Linked DNA regions of Mus musculus: region 2 is linked to region 1. A link is a contact called in public HiChIP or PLAC-seq data. All regions are on one chromosome and are shown on one strand. The core of a region is the stretch at or near the end of the contact, and the rest is flanking DNA. Distances in the headings are between cores, read along the strand shown.

What was found. HiChIP or PLAC-seq counts read pairs in DNA pulled down with a chosen protein or histone mark.
Region 2: an H3K27ac HiChIP or PLAC-seq map of heart atrium shows a contact between it and region 1, with 5 read pairs. The contact joins the enhancer-like site here to the promoter of Lrrc10 in region 1. A contact is called at or near these places in 3 of 39 promoter capture datasets (embryonic stem cells, pre-B cells and second pharyngeal arch cranial neural crest), 1 of 15 datasets of contacts at CTCF or cohesin (CD8 T cells), 1 of 484 Hi-C or Micro-C datasets (the P5424 cell line), 1 of 115 datasets of contacts at active chromatin or transcription factors (heart atrium) and 3 of 9 other capture datasets (adipose tissue, liver and pancreatic islet).

What each region holds. Positions count from the first base shown.
Region 1 is chr10:117,040,542-117,047,191 of GRCm38.p6, forward strand. It overlaps Lrrc10 (leucine rich repeat containing 10), which reads left to right and starts at 4,800. Exons shown (of 1, transcript NM_146242.2): 1 at 4,800-6,227. The coding sequence starts at 4,882. The coding sequence ends at 5,706. Gm10747 (a long non-coding RNA gene) reads left to right here and starts at 1,699. Exons shown (of 3, transcript XR_872056.2): 1 at 1,699-2,319; 2 at 3,015-3,254; 3 at 3,597-4,144.
Region 2 is chr10:117,115,378-117,122,429 of GRCm38.p6, forward strand. The region is part of intron 1 of Frs2 (fibroblast growth factor receptor substrate 2); the gene reads right to left. Among named protein-coding and RNA genes, the nearest start is that of Frs2, 30 kb to the right of the region's middle. Within about 2 kb of position 3,249, at least 70 of the 459 cell types and tissues checked have an H3K27ac peak or open chromatin away from gene starts, as enhancers often do. A contact at or near this core is called in CD8 T cells, the P5424 cell line, heart atrium and 1 more, where this site is marked.

The DNA.
Region 1 (6,650 bases), core at 3,550-6,049:
ACTAAACTCTACCGCCACCTTGTGACTGCAGCTTGTGAACAGAGTATGGTAGTATCCCTCTGAACTCATCAAAATCTAATTTACAAAATATAGTAAAAACAGAAATTCTTTTTTTTTTTTTTAACTTTTAAAATCGTGGAATCAAACAGGTAGCGGTGACGAACGCCTTTAACCCCAGCACTCGAGGCAGAGGCAGAGAGGCAGAGAGGCAGAGAGGCAGAGAGAGGCAGAGAGAGGCAGAGAGAGGCAGAGGCAGAGGCAGAGGCAGAGGCAGAGGCAGAGGCAGAGGCAGAGGCAGAGGCAGAGGCAGAGGCAGAGAGGCAGAGGCAGAGGCAGAGGCAGAGGCAGAGGCAGAGGCAGAGAGGCAGAGGCAGAGACAGAGGCAGAGGCAGAGGCAGAGGCAGAGGCAGAGGCAGAGAGGCAGAGGCAGAGAGAGAGGCAGAGGCAGAGGCAGAGGCAGAGGCAGAGAGGCAGAGGCAGAGGCAGAGGCAGAGGCAGAGGCAGAGGCAGAGAGGCAGAGGCAGAGGCAGAGGCAGAGGCAGAGAGGCAGAGGCAGAGGCAGAGGCAGAGAGGCAGAGGCAGAGAGGCAGAGGCAGAGGCAGGTGGATCTCTGTGAGTTCGAGGGTAGCCTAAACAACAGGGAGAGTTCCAGGACAGCCAGGACTACACAGAGCAACCCTGTCTCAAAAAAATAATATAATATAATATACCAAACAAACAAACAAAATCATGGGATCAGGTTAACTAAATACCACTCTGTCAGGAGCTGTTTTGACGGATGGCTCTGGTTTCAGTCTTTGCTGGTGGTGTTTATACTGACAGCTGATGAGTTCATTCCTGTGTGAGTTGTACTTCTATCACTAATACAGTGATGGCTCTGAATGTGGCTGGATTCTTCATCATTAACCTCCCAGTGAAGACCTTTTCACACTGCATGAATGTTCAGAATACCTCTCGGGTCCCAGCTGTGGGGAGCAGCACACATTCCATCTTAGAATAGACTGTTCACAATAATCACATCGATACAGAAAGAGACATCAGCTGGCAGGATCAGGCAGTCACGGGAGGAAAGGGGAACCCCAGGCCAGTTCTGGGCACTTGTAGTTCTTTTTTAGCTGTAGGCACACAACTCACCTTACATTTAACTCACCTTATATTTAGGGAGCGCCTAGGGTGGGACAAGGACAAATGACTCCTCCCTCTGCGCCCCGGTTCAGCTGCTAGGGATACAGAGACGCGGAAGAGAGCTAAGGTAAAGCCCACCTCTGCAGAAGAGACGGCCAGGGGCCCGGGCAGCAAGGAGTATCATGGGTCAGAGACACAAGTCAGCAGAAAATTACTTCCAAATCATGAGACTTGAGCTCAACTACCCACCATCACTTGGGGGTTGGAGTGGGGCTGTTGGTAAAGTGCTGACGGGAAGTCCTGTGTGTTGGAACAAGGATTAAGGAAATACTCTACTTTTCCAACCCCGGAGCATTCCCTGCCCCTGCTGGGGTGAAATGGTATCCTCAGTGGCATGGGGGCCCCATTGTTAACTACCAGGTTCCCTGTGCCCGTTCATAACCGGTGTTCAAAGAGTATGTGACGTCACTATAAAGGCTCTCTGAGCCACTTGTCCCTCGTATGAGAAACGGCGTAAAACACTTAATCTATGTCTAAGAATTTTATATGCTATACCAAAGTATGTGGCACTGGGTTTAGCACTTAGCAGGTACTCAGTAAATAACAGCCAGGAGCAATACCTCTATTGTTATCATTTCTAGGGACAATGAGGGCGCTGCTTCATGACCATTTGTGGTCACCACTGGCTAGGCTAAATATAGAGGTAAGACCGCGCGAGCGCTCTGTCCAGAGACGACTTATTATAATAACACAAATACACAAAGCAAGGAGAGGACCCAAGATAACAGCCCTTGACATTCAAAGCCTAGCGAGGCCGGAAACTACCAGCTTCGGTCACAGTTCCGTGAGTAGGAAGTGAGTGGTGACAGGTTCCGAGGGCCACTCGCTGTCCTGGATGCTCCTGCCTGTGGCTCTGCTGGGTCTGTCACAGGGTAGCTGTTGGAAACGGAGCCTGGCGACTCTTCCCACCAAGTCAGGCTGCTCTTTCCCAAACAGCAAGCAAGCTGGTGGGCCAGGTTCTTTGTTTTCTGGGCTAGTTTTACATTTTATTTTGTTATTATCTTTGTTTTGTTTTTTAGATGGGGGGGTCTCACTCTGCAGACCAAGTTGGCTGGAAACTTGCCACGTAGTCTGGGCTGACCTTAAGTCCGCAGCAAGGCATCTGCCTCGACGTGTCAAGGACTAGGGTTACAGGTATACACCATCAGGCCCAGCCAAGTTTTAATTTTAAAATAATAAATGCCCTTTTAAAAAATTCTGAAGGCACTAAAGAGTGCGACTGGGTGGTTAACATCCCCTAATGTCATCCCAGGTCTCCAGGAAGATTTCTTGTAAACAGTCACCATTACTTCTTAACAAAAATATTTACTCTCACACAAGGATGTATGCATAATTTTTTATAGATGGAAATTATAGAATTGTCTGAACATTGCTTGGGTTTTTTTTTTTTTTGTTACAGACTTCCAAGTATTTTCTCAAGTCAATTTATATAGACTTATCTGTTTATCTTTAACAGTTATCTAGATTATAACAAGGTAATATAAGGAGATCTATACTCTAATAAGGTAATATAAGGAGGAGATCTATACTCTAACACAGTAATAAAGGAGATCTATAACACAGTAATATAAGGAGATCTATACTCTAACAAGGTAATATAAGGAGATCTATACTCTTAACAAAATAATATAAGGAGATCTGTACTCTAACACAGTAATATAAGGAGCTCTATACTATAACAGGGTAATACAAAGAGATCTATACTATAACAGGGTAATACAAAGAGATCTATACTATAACAAGGTAATATAAGGAGGAGCTCTATAGTCTAACACAATACTATAAGGAGGAGACTCATAACTTGGTCAATTCACTTTTCGCCTACCCAGATTCCATGGGGTGCTGAATGGGACACTGGGGCTGTGAGGAGGGAAGCGTCTGTCCCAGAGTTTACTCGGCATCCGGGATGACCCAAAGTGCTGCCAGTTTCAGCATGTGATTTGCACATACTTTGCTGACTTGTAAAGTCACCCCAGGTGACATTATTTGGCCAGTGAGTGGGGAAGACTCTGGAGGAGGGGGAGGAGCCTGTTTCCTGCTGTACAGCACAGAGCCACATCTGGGAGACAGTAAGCACTTCTGCATCCATTTCCAGTAGACAGATTTTTAAATTAATAGTTACCTTTATTTGTGTGTGTGTGTGTGTGTGTGTGTGTGTGTGTGTGTGTGTGTGTGTGTGTGCTTGCTCAGGGGTGGAGCTTCCCGCTCAATCGTTCTGCCACGCCCACTGGTGGAACGTGCCGCTTTGCTGTTTGGAGTCACACACGTGGTCACCCTGCTACTGAACTCCGAGATTATTTGGCGGGAATCGGGCCCCCTCCCCCTTCCTTCATAACTGAGTGTCGGAACAGTAAAATTGAGCTTTGATCAGAATGCCTGTCTTAGCTGCATCATTTTCTCTCGCCGCCTAGCCCCTCTTCTCTTCCAGGTTTCCAGAATGCCTTTCCAAGCTAGAACCCAGGCTATGATCTGCTGGCCGGACACAACATGCAAGATCCCACAGAGGCCAGAAGACAATGTTGGATCATCACCCCACACCTCACATCCAAAGCTGCCGTTAAAGACAGTTGTAAGCTATCAGATACAAGGGCTGGCTGGCGTGGATATGGCGTGGATATGAGGGCTGGCGTGGAACCTGGGTCCTCTCAAAGGGCAGCACGCGCTCTCCACCTTTGAGCCATCTCTCCAGCCCCCAGCAGCCAGACCTTGGAGGCCCTCGTTCTTGGAACGGTCTGGCTCATCGTTGCTTTTCTCAACTGGACGCGATTATGGACGAGAAGTACAGAGCTTTAATGGCCATTTAAATGGGTCTGGAAAGTGTTCCCACCTCTGGAAAGTGCCCCCCCCCCGGGTGCATTACATTCTAATGAATTAATTAATAATTACATTCTAATTAATCTATGCTTTTGAAGGCTAGTCAGCCTTCCTTCTTGTCCTTTGTCAAAGAGAGGATTTGTGTGTGTGTGTGTTCGTTTTGGCAGAAATGGAGACGGACCCCAGGGCTTCAATTCTGCCATACGAGCACCCTACCACTGAACTCCACTTCCAGCTCAAATGTACCCTTTTACAGTGTGGCAAGACGCTAGCTGGACACAAAGCAAGACTGTACAAATCAGAAGCCATTGCTTCTGATTACATATTGGTTAAGGCTTGTTGGAACTGGAGAAAATCTGTAAAGGATGTAGGCCTTTGGCAACACTTTGAAGGATGCATCCTGGAAAACTTAGCAGCGGGTTGTTGTTGTTTTGTGCCCCACTCAGGATTGAAGCAGGGCCTTGTTCGGGTTAGGTGAGTTGTAACACAAAGGAGATGACTATGCATTCAAATATTTACAGTTTTACCTACATAGTACAAATATAGGTGTTTTTCATTTTTACTTCTCCACCTTTGTCACAGTATTTTTTCAATTTGGGGGGGGGGGGCGGGAGATCAGGAGAGAGTAGATAAGAGATCAGGGCTTAAGTGATTAAAGACAAATATGTGAGTTGGACAGGACGTCCCAGACCCTGCCTGTCCGGCCTGTCACCAGACACTCAAGCTGCTATCAGGAGCACTTTATTCTGTCAAAGTGACTGGCTTTTGTCACCGAATTCCGGGTTATAAAGAGAGGGTAGAAGGGTTCCCGAGCAGTGAGCACAGCCAGCCCACTCCCTGACAGAGTTGGTGGGCAGGGGCTCGCCTTGCAGCCCGTTTCACATGGGAAACACCATCCGGGCCTTCGTGGCTTTCATCCCCACCGACCGCTGCCAGAGTTATGTGGTGGGAGACCTCCGGGAGATGCCCCTGGACAGGATGGTGGATCTGAGCGGGAGCCAGCTGCGTCGCTTCCCACTGCACGTGTGCTCCTTCACGGAGCTGGTGAAGCTCTACCTCAGCGACAACCACCTTCACAGCCTGCCTCCCGACCTGGCACAGCTGCAGAACCTGCAGATCCTGGCCTTGGATTTCAACAACTTCAAAGCTCTCCCCCGGGTGGTGTGTACCTTGAAACAGCTCTGCATCCTCTACCTGGGCAATAACAAACTCTGTGACCTCCCGGATGAGCTCAGCCTGCTCCAGAACCTACGGACCCTGTGGCTCGAATCCAACTGCCTCACCCGGCTGCCCGATGTGGTGTGTGAGCTGAGTCTCCTTAAAACCCTGCATGCCGGTTCCAACGCCCTACGTCTGCTACCCGGCCAGCTCCGGCGCCTGCGCGAGCTCAGGACCATCTGGCTCTCCGGCAATCAGCTAGCTGACTTCCCCTCGGTACTGCTTCGCATGCCCTTTCTGGAGGTGATCGACGTGGATCGGAACAGTATCCGCTACTTCCCCAGCCTGGCCCACTTGACAAATCTGAAGCTGGTCATCTATGACCACAATCCTTGCAGAAATGCCCCCAAGGTGGGCAAAGGGGTTCGCCGTGTTGGGAGATGGGCAGAGGAGACACCAGAGCCTGACCCCAGAAAAGCTAGGCGGTACGCACTGGCCAAGGAAGAGAATCAAGAGCCACCTCCTCCCCTTCTTCCTTCCAGCTCTTGAACAGCTGAGGTTGAAGGCCAATTCAAAGGTTACCCCACTGCTCCGAAGGCATCTCATTAGAGCGGAAGGGATGGTCCTGGCTCATCCCAGGGCTGATGGAGAGAAAGCCAGGTGAGATGCTGTAAAGGAATAGGGCGAAGAAAACATTTCCAGCCCCCAGCACCTCTTCCTAGGGGGAAGGTGTGTGCTGTTGCTGGCCTGGAATCCAGGGTGACTGTCACTCCTGTGCCAGAAGCAGTTCCTTCACACGAGCTATTTTGAAACACCAAAGAACAAGACCAGCCACAGCACTCTTCCACCACGCAGGAGTAGCTGGTCACAAGGCTGGTGAGTGCTTCAAAGACTGTATTTGTTAAAATAAAGAAAACAACGCCACCAGCTGCTCAGTGGCCTGTCTCTAGCTCTCTCTAGCTCTCATGCCTCTTTCCTTCCCGAGAACTTCTGCATAGTACCAATGTACTGCTGTTACTAATTTGGTTCCTGAAAGGGACAACTCTACCCAATCAGTCTTGATTCGAAGGAAAATAAAAAAAACAAAGCTGTGGTCACACAGCCTGAGCCCCTCCCCCCCCCCCCCCCCCCCCCCCCCCCGCACTTTAGCCCCTGCTGTAAATGCCACAAAGAAGTCTTTCCCTGAAGCTCTGCCTTCCAACTTCCCAGTGGTTCAAGCCGGTTCCACTCGTTTTCCCTCGTAAGGTTTGACCTAAAGTCCGCTCAGTTTACTGTCATCTGAAAAGCCAAGCCTTTCTTCCTCGAGACAGCCTCCTGATTCCTAGGGTGAGGGCAGGCTGCCCCCCAGAACAGAGCCATGCCTCCCGAGAGTCACACTTTGTTAAAGGTAGAATGTAAAAATCAGTTCACCTAAAACAAGTGTCTGAGTTTGAAGTGGAGGTCTCAGCTTTTATCTTGGCTGAGACCAATAATCATAATTTGTTCGGGTTTTT
Region 2 (7,052 bases), core at 1,999-4,498, 73 kb after region 1:
ATTAGCATACTTCTACAGTCTAAACCAAGACCCTGATTCCAAAAAAAGAAAACATTTTAAAGCACAAGGAAAAAACCACAAACTACCTCAGAATTTATTTAATTTTTTTTAATCAACAAAGCTCTTTTCATATAGAAATAAAAGCTGTGTGTCTAGGTTATTTTTACAGCAGTATTAACAGAGGATGGTGATCTATATCAGACTTCACTTATCAACTGTGCAACAACAGTGCAAAATTAATTAGGTAATTATTATACATTTTAAAGGCATTGGTAATATTTTATATCATTTTTATTGTGACAAGAAACACAGTCAGAGAGTAGCAAGCAATGAAAATCCCAAGCTTCCGTCACTGAATGCCCATCATGTGATAGGAACATGAGGCAGAAAGGCAGGAGAAAGGACTCTTCAAGTTTAGCAGTATAGAACAGTACAGGAACTGTACGGTGAGGGGCTGAGTCTGAGAGTCAGCCACAGAGCACTAGCCTAATATTGGCAAGGCTCCAGATTCTATTCCCAGAACCAGAGGAAGAAGAAAGAAAAAAGAAGAAAGAGGAGGAGGAGGAAGGAGAAAGAAAAAGAAAGGAGGAGGAGGAAGAAGAAGAAGGAGGAAGGAAGAGGAGGAAGGAGGAGGAAGGAGGAGGAAGAAGAAAGGAGGAGGAGGAAGGAGGCGAAAGAAGAAAGGAGGGGGAAGGAGGAAGAGGAGGAAGGAGGAGGAAGAGGAAGAAGAAGGAAGAAGGAGGAGGAAGGAGGAGGAGGAAGGAGGAGGAAGGAGGAGGAGGAAGAAAGGAGGAGGAGGAGGAAGGAGGAGGAGGAGGAGGAAGGAGGAGGAAGGAAGAGGAAGAAGAAAGGAGGAGGAAGGAGGAGGAGGAAGAAAGGAGGAGGAAGGAGGAAGAAAGAAGTGTGGTCTATGTACAGGGAGAACCAGGCCAGCCAGGCCTACACAGCAAGACCCTGTTTCAAAAAGTGCCTGGTAGAGCTACTAAGTCTAGGTCATAAAAATAATCCATGAGCATTACAAAACAGTAAAACAACTGAGAACTAAACTACAAACACACATTTAGAGGGGGAAAGATAATAAAGAGTGTAAAACAGACACAGAGACCAAATTCAGCCCCCAACTCAACAAAACCCCAGCGATGAGAATAAAAGTCCAGTCAGCTCTCTCCCTCTTGCGTTTGCACTATGAATTTCTTCACAGTGAAAAATACTGGGGAGAACATAAATGCAAAAGATCAAAAATAAAAAGGGAAATAATATAAAAAGAACTTCCCAGAGAAGAAAAAATAAATACATAAAAATAAAATCTTTGGGGAAGGGGCTGGAGGGTAGGTTGGGGGTAAGGGTGATACTCAGAGGGGACTCCCTCTCTCAGAGAAGGGAAGGAGAAATGGAGAAAGGATCTGCATGAGGAGGTACTGGGGGTGATATTGGGATATAAAGTAAATGCATGAGTGAATGAATGAATGAATGAATTCATCCATAATTTTAAAAGTGCTTAACTAAACAGGCTCACATTATTGTAGTTGACTGAACTAACTCTATTATTTGAAAGAGAGCAAGAACATACAGGTATTGTAACCACCTTTCTACAGTGACAGGTGCACAAAAAGGTCAGTCACAGCCACAAACCTGTGTGAGGGGTGAGACCCCTGGTCCCCACGCGATGACAGTCCTTCAGAAGCACTGACTTGTGTTACTCGATCCCAATCTCTACCAGAAACATCAGCATACTATTAAAAACAAAAAAAGCTAGCCTCAACTATACTACAAGCACAGGGACAGCCTGGGCTACACAAAACCCTGCTCCAAAACTAAACAAAACATTCGTTTAAAATAACTGCTGAACATAGCCATGATTCCAAGTCAAAGAAACTCCACTTCATGCCTGGATTTCTATTTTCAGTAAGCTGAGCTGTCTGACTACCCCAGTGTACCTACCCTCTGGACAGCAGGACAAGTGACAGCTAGAAGAAAAGCTAATGACAAGGTCAGAACAAAAAGCCACAGTCAAAGAATTTATACCCACAACCTTTTCAAAGCTTCTTCTAAATTATTTGATTATAAGCTGACAGCTTCATAGATAGGGATTAAAAGTAAAGTAAGATATAAATATGTTCAAACTCAACAGCATAAAAAATTACTCATGAATATTCTATGCCATATATTTATTGATCAAGCTTATATTCTCAGAAATTAAGATACCAAAAATGCAATGTGCCTTGCTCTAATAAATTCTTATTACTGGTCTATATCCATGAATGTTTCTTGTGTACCCAGAATTCCTTGTCATAAATGAAAAGCATTCATTAGTTTGTCATCTATGAGCCACAGTATCTTTGCCCTCACTGTCTTCTGATACCCCAGAGTCAAGGTCAAAGATTCCTACATTCTTTCTTACCTGAAACATGTCTGAGTGACAGCCAAGTCCTCCCTGGAATGTCCAGAAGAACGTACTACTGATTTAACTCCATTTACTGAATATACAGAAGGGTCCTACCAAGGGCTATGGCTATACTGTGTGCTGTATGCATGTGTACAAATATATGTTAGTTCACGCACTGTGCACACACATGGTGAGGACAGAGGCTGGTGTGCAGTATCTTCCTTTATCACTTTCCACCGCACTTACTTATTATTTGTGTAGTTACATGTGTGTGCATATGCACATGTATGCACTACAGCATATGTATGGCAGTTAGGTGACTCTCCTAAGTCACTCGTGGATACAGACTCGTGACTAGGTTGCCTCTTTCCTCCATGGGTTCCAGGAACCAAACTCAAGTCGTCCTGCTTCGGGAGCCTCCCTTTCAGCTGCTCAGCCACCAGCAGCCTAAGAACTCACTGTCTCTCGTCTCTCCAGGACTAGGATTCCAGGTGCACAGCAGCACATGAGTTTCTTTCTGTGGTGCTGGGAAACTCAACTCAGCTCCTCATATGTGCACAGAAGCCCTGAGCAAGCTGAGGCATTTCCCCACCTGGCGATGTTTCAATCTGTGATTATTTGTGTCTGCTGCAAGAGGGGTAAAGAGTTTGAAATGAATCACAAGAACACCCGTCAGCCCTCTGAAGTGGCTGTGGCACATGATACAAAAACAAAGTCCTGCATTTAACCTCCCAAGTCACATGCAGAAAGTCCTCAAACTTAGTGATCTTTAGTGGTGGTGGTGGCGGCAGCGGCTGTGGTAGCAGCAGCAATGGGGAGGCAGAGCATGAAGGAGGGCCTCAGCAGCCACAGCACAGCTAAGGCAGAGGGAGGGACAGAGTGGGCTGGGGCGACAGCAGGAGCAGGACTGACTCCACAGCTGAGAAGCACTAGGAGAGCTCCGACATACAACTTCCTGTGACTGTAGTAACAACCCAGGGGAAGGACACGCACTGCTCTACAAACTGACTTCAAAACATTTATTTAACCAACACTCCACGGTGCTTATCATGTAGTAACTGACTGAAGCACTCTACAATTCATTTAATCCTCTTTATAGCATAAGTACACACTATATCTGATAGATGAAAATATTAAGGCTCCGAGAATCTCTTACCCAAGTTACACAGCTAATTAAGTGGTAGAAACAGGAATCAAATACGGGTAGCCAGACCTCTAAATCCACACTCTTAATCACTCCGCTAAGCAGTCACGTGGTGTGGATGCATGACTGATTTTCAGGGTACACCATCCTAACTATGTGCTAGACAAATATCTAAAGTTTCATTATCAGGAGAATTATATTTGGTAGTAAAAACAAATCAGCACTCATTGGTTACCCAACACCAAGTGGTCAGCCCTGAAAACATACACACAAGTAACATGACATTAAGGTTATAGTTAATATATTTAAGAATACACAAGACAAGAGAAGTGACCATCAAGGCTTCTGGAACTCTTACTACAAGCAAGACAACATGTTAGATTCTGAAATAATTTCCAGGTGTGTTAATACTAAAAGTAACTTCTCCATGAAGAGAAAACTATGCAGAGTAAGTATGTCTTACACCAGTTCAAACAGTGCTGAGATGAAACAAAAGACATCTGAAGACAGCTTTACTGTCTTATAATTTCTTAAAGTACTAAAGGAAATTTTGTGTTCATATAAAAACATTAAAGAAAATATAAAAATAAGGAAAACTTAAAGAGATACTTCTGAAACCAGCAGGTGACTGGAAGAGAGAAGGAGGACTCTGGAGAAAAGGGCAGAAGCAGCCTTCACGCTCTATAGTAAGAAGTAACCAGATAGGATAACCGTGAAACGGGGGTTTGTCTGCTGTGCTCGACGTGCAATGTTTACAGCATATCTTTCTGTACAAGCACAACGAAGATTTCCTTTCCATCATAACCACATGAACAGATCTCTGCCGGTGCGTTTACTGTGTCTATTCTCAGCCCTAGGCTATTTTTGTACCCAATCTCAATTCGGAACTGGGATGCTATCTGTCTTCAAAATGCTGAGTTTCTGGCAGAAGCGCAGCTCCATGTCTTACAGAACTTTCATGCTCTACGACAAATCTTTTAAAGTGGAATTCTTATTTAGATGTAACTAAAACCACCTGTACATTTAAAGTATAAATCAGGACCTATTAGGTACACTGTTCACTGGTACAATGGATGAAAACTTGTCTCTAGTATGGAGAATGGTCCTGGTGTTTATTCAGCAATTTATCTTAGAGTTAAACAGGTTAATGCCTATTACTTACACATTTTATTTTAAGGAACTAACATTCCCAACTTAGCTACATAATAAATGCTATTATCCCACCACTAGAAAAGCAGAGAAATGTTACACAAAACTCTAATTTCCAAAACATTATGCCCAAACTGTCTACTACTAAATGTAGCCATCTTGCTTATCAGAATGCCACAGTATCACAAATCCAATGTCTATGCAGCCCTTAGGTAGCAGTCTAATACACCAAAGCGCATACGAACTTACTCCATTTCATTATCAGGTACTCAGTGATTTTCCATCATCACAAGAAGGGCAAGTACAGCTCAGTGAGCTGCTCGGGAGGACCAGGAATGGTGGTACACGCATGCAAGGCTAATATTCAGGAGGTTGAGACCGGAGTAGGGTAATGCCATCTATCTCAGTATCCGCCCAAACACAGAGTATACAGCATGAGTGTGCACCTGCCCACCCGCCCTCCCTCCCTCTCACCTCTCTCCCTGACTTAGACTGAGAAGAACTTTCAGGTAATAATACCTAGCTAAAATACCATTAGTTTGCCATTTTCTCTTTAATTTTAATACTACTAACTATTTAAGGTAAGTTCATCAATTTTCCACTTACCAGTATCTTGTTGCTGTTCTTCTTGATATGTTTACAAAATAAGGTAACTTCTTTTTAAAAGACAAGGTCTCTCTGTATAGCCCTGGCTGTCCTAGAACTATGTAGACCAGGCTGCCTCAAACTCAGAAATCCAGTTGCTTCTGCTGGGATTTAAAGGTGTGCACCACCAGATCTGCCCTTAGCTTTTTCATTATTCTCATATTCTCTCGCCCTTCTCCCCATCCCCTCCATGCCCTGTGTGTGTGCGTGTGCGTGTGCGTGTGCGTGTATACACATGTGGAAATCCAAGAGCTTGAGGTAGTGGGCTCTCCTACCACGTGGGCTCAAGGAACTGAACTTAAGTCACTAGACTTAGCAGCAACCACCTTTACTAAGCCATTCTGACACCTATTCTTCTCATTTAACACAATATACTTAATTAAAAGAGTGGTTTACAGGCTGGTAATATGGAGATGACTTTTTCTCTCCATGTCTCCCAGTGTCTCTGTTAAAACCAAATCCTAAAGTAAACTCCATGTTTTCAACTTAGGAAACAATACTCACATATCCAATTCTCTAAATTAATAAACTCATGTTGTTTCCACCCTCAAGCCCACTGGCAACCTCCCATCGAAAGTCAGCCAAGGGGCTGGCAACATGGCTAACTGTGTAAAGGTGCTTGCAGCCACACCTGGTGATCTAAGCCTGGGCTAAATCACCAGAACCCATATGGTAGAGGACAGAACTTACAACCATTACCACTGCCCACTCTGCAAACTTTTCAAGAGCTTCTATATTCTAGATCCAATCCAGCTAATATCTCTGTGACATTTCTATGATATCTAGAGTCGAACTGCTCAAATAGTAGCTCCATTATTTCCTAGCTTGGGCCTTATTGAAGTTACCTAACCACTTAATACTTCAGCAAGGCATTTATAAAAAGCAAGCCAATAACACATACCTCATAAAGGTGTTATGCATACCTTCATGTAATAAAAGGACTGGCTCACAGTAGGAGATCAATAAATAATGGCGTTGTTAATCATTTACAATTCTACACTCAATCTTTGTTTGATCCTAGTTTGTTGACTGTCAAAAATATGCATAGAGGCCAGAGAGATGGCTCAGCAGTTAAGAACATATATGGTTTTTCCAGAAGACTCGAGTTCAATTCTCAGCACACATATCTGGCAACTCAAATTCCATCTCCAGAGTATCTGATACCACTGATCTCCACAGGCAAGCATGCAAGCACACAGACACACAGTTTTAAATAAATAAATAAAAATTTAAAAGATATGTATGAATGACTCCTGACTGAATTGGCTCTAAAATATTTGATCTTTCGATTTTTTAAAATATTACCTAGGTGATTCAAAGATCCTAAGGGTACCTCTGCCCTTATCACAAGCCTGACATAGCCAAGAACTGTATCTCTCTGTGTTTCTGTTGTGTGTCTGTCTGTCTGTCTGTCTGTCTCTCTCTCTCCTTCTCTTCCTCTCTCTTCCAAATACATATAGTTCAAAATGTCAAAAGAGTGTTCAAGGGGAGAAGATCTTGTTCAAAATCAAAAATACTAAGAAGTGGAAAGAAGAAGTCCAAGGGCGTCCTCAGCTATTCCGTATCGAGTTCAAGGCCAGGCTGGGATGTCTGTCTCAAACAACCATTCCAATTCTCTAAGATGTTAGCTAAGTGAACGCCATATTATAACCCTTCTCTGAGGGGACATAAAAGATGCATCGTGTTTCACAGAAAGACTGTTAGGAAAAAAACAAAACAAAACAAAAA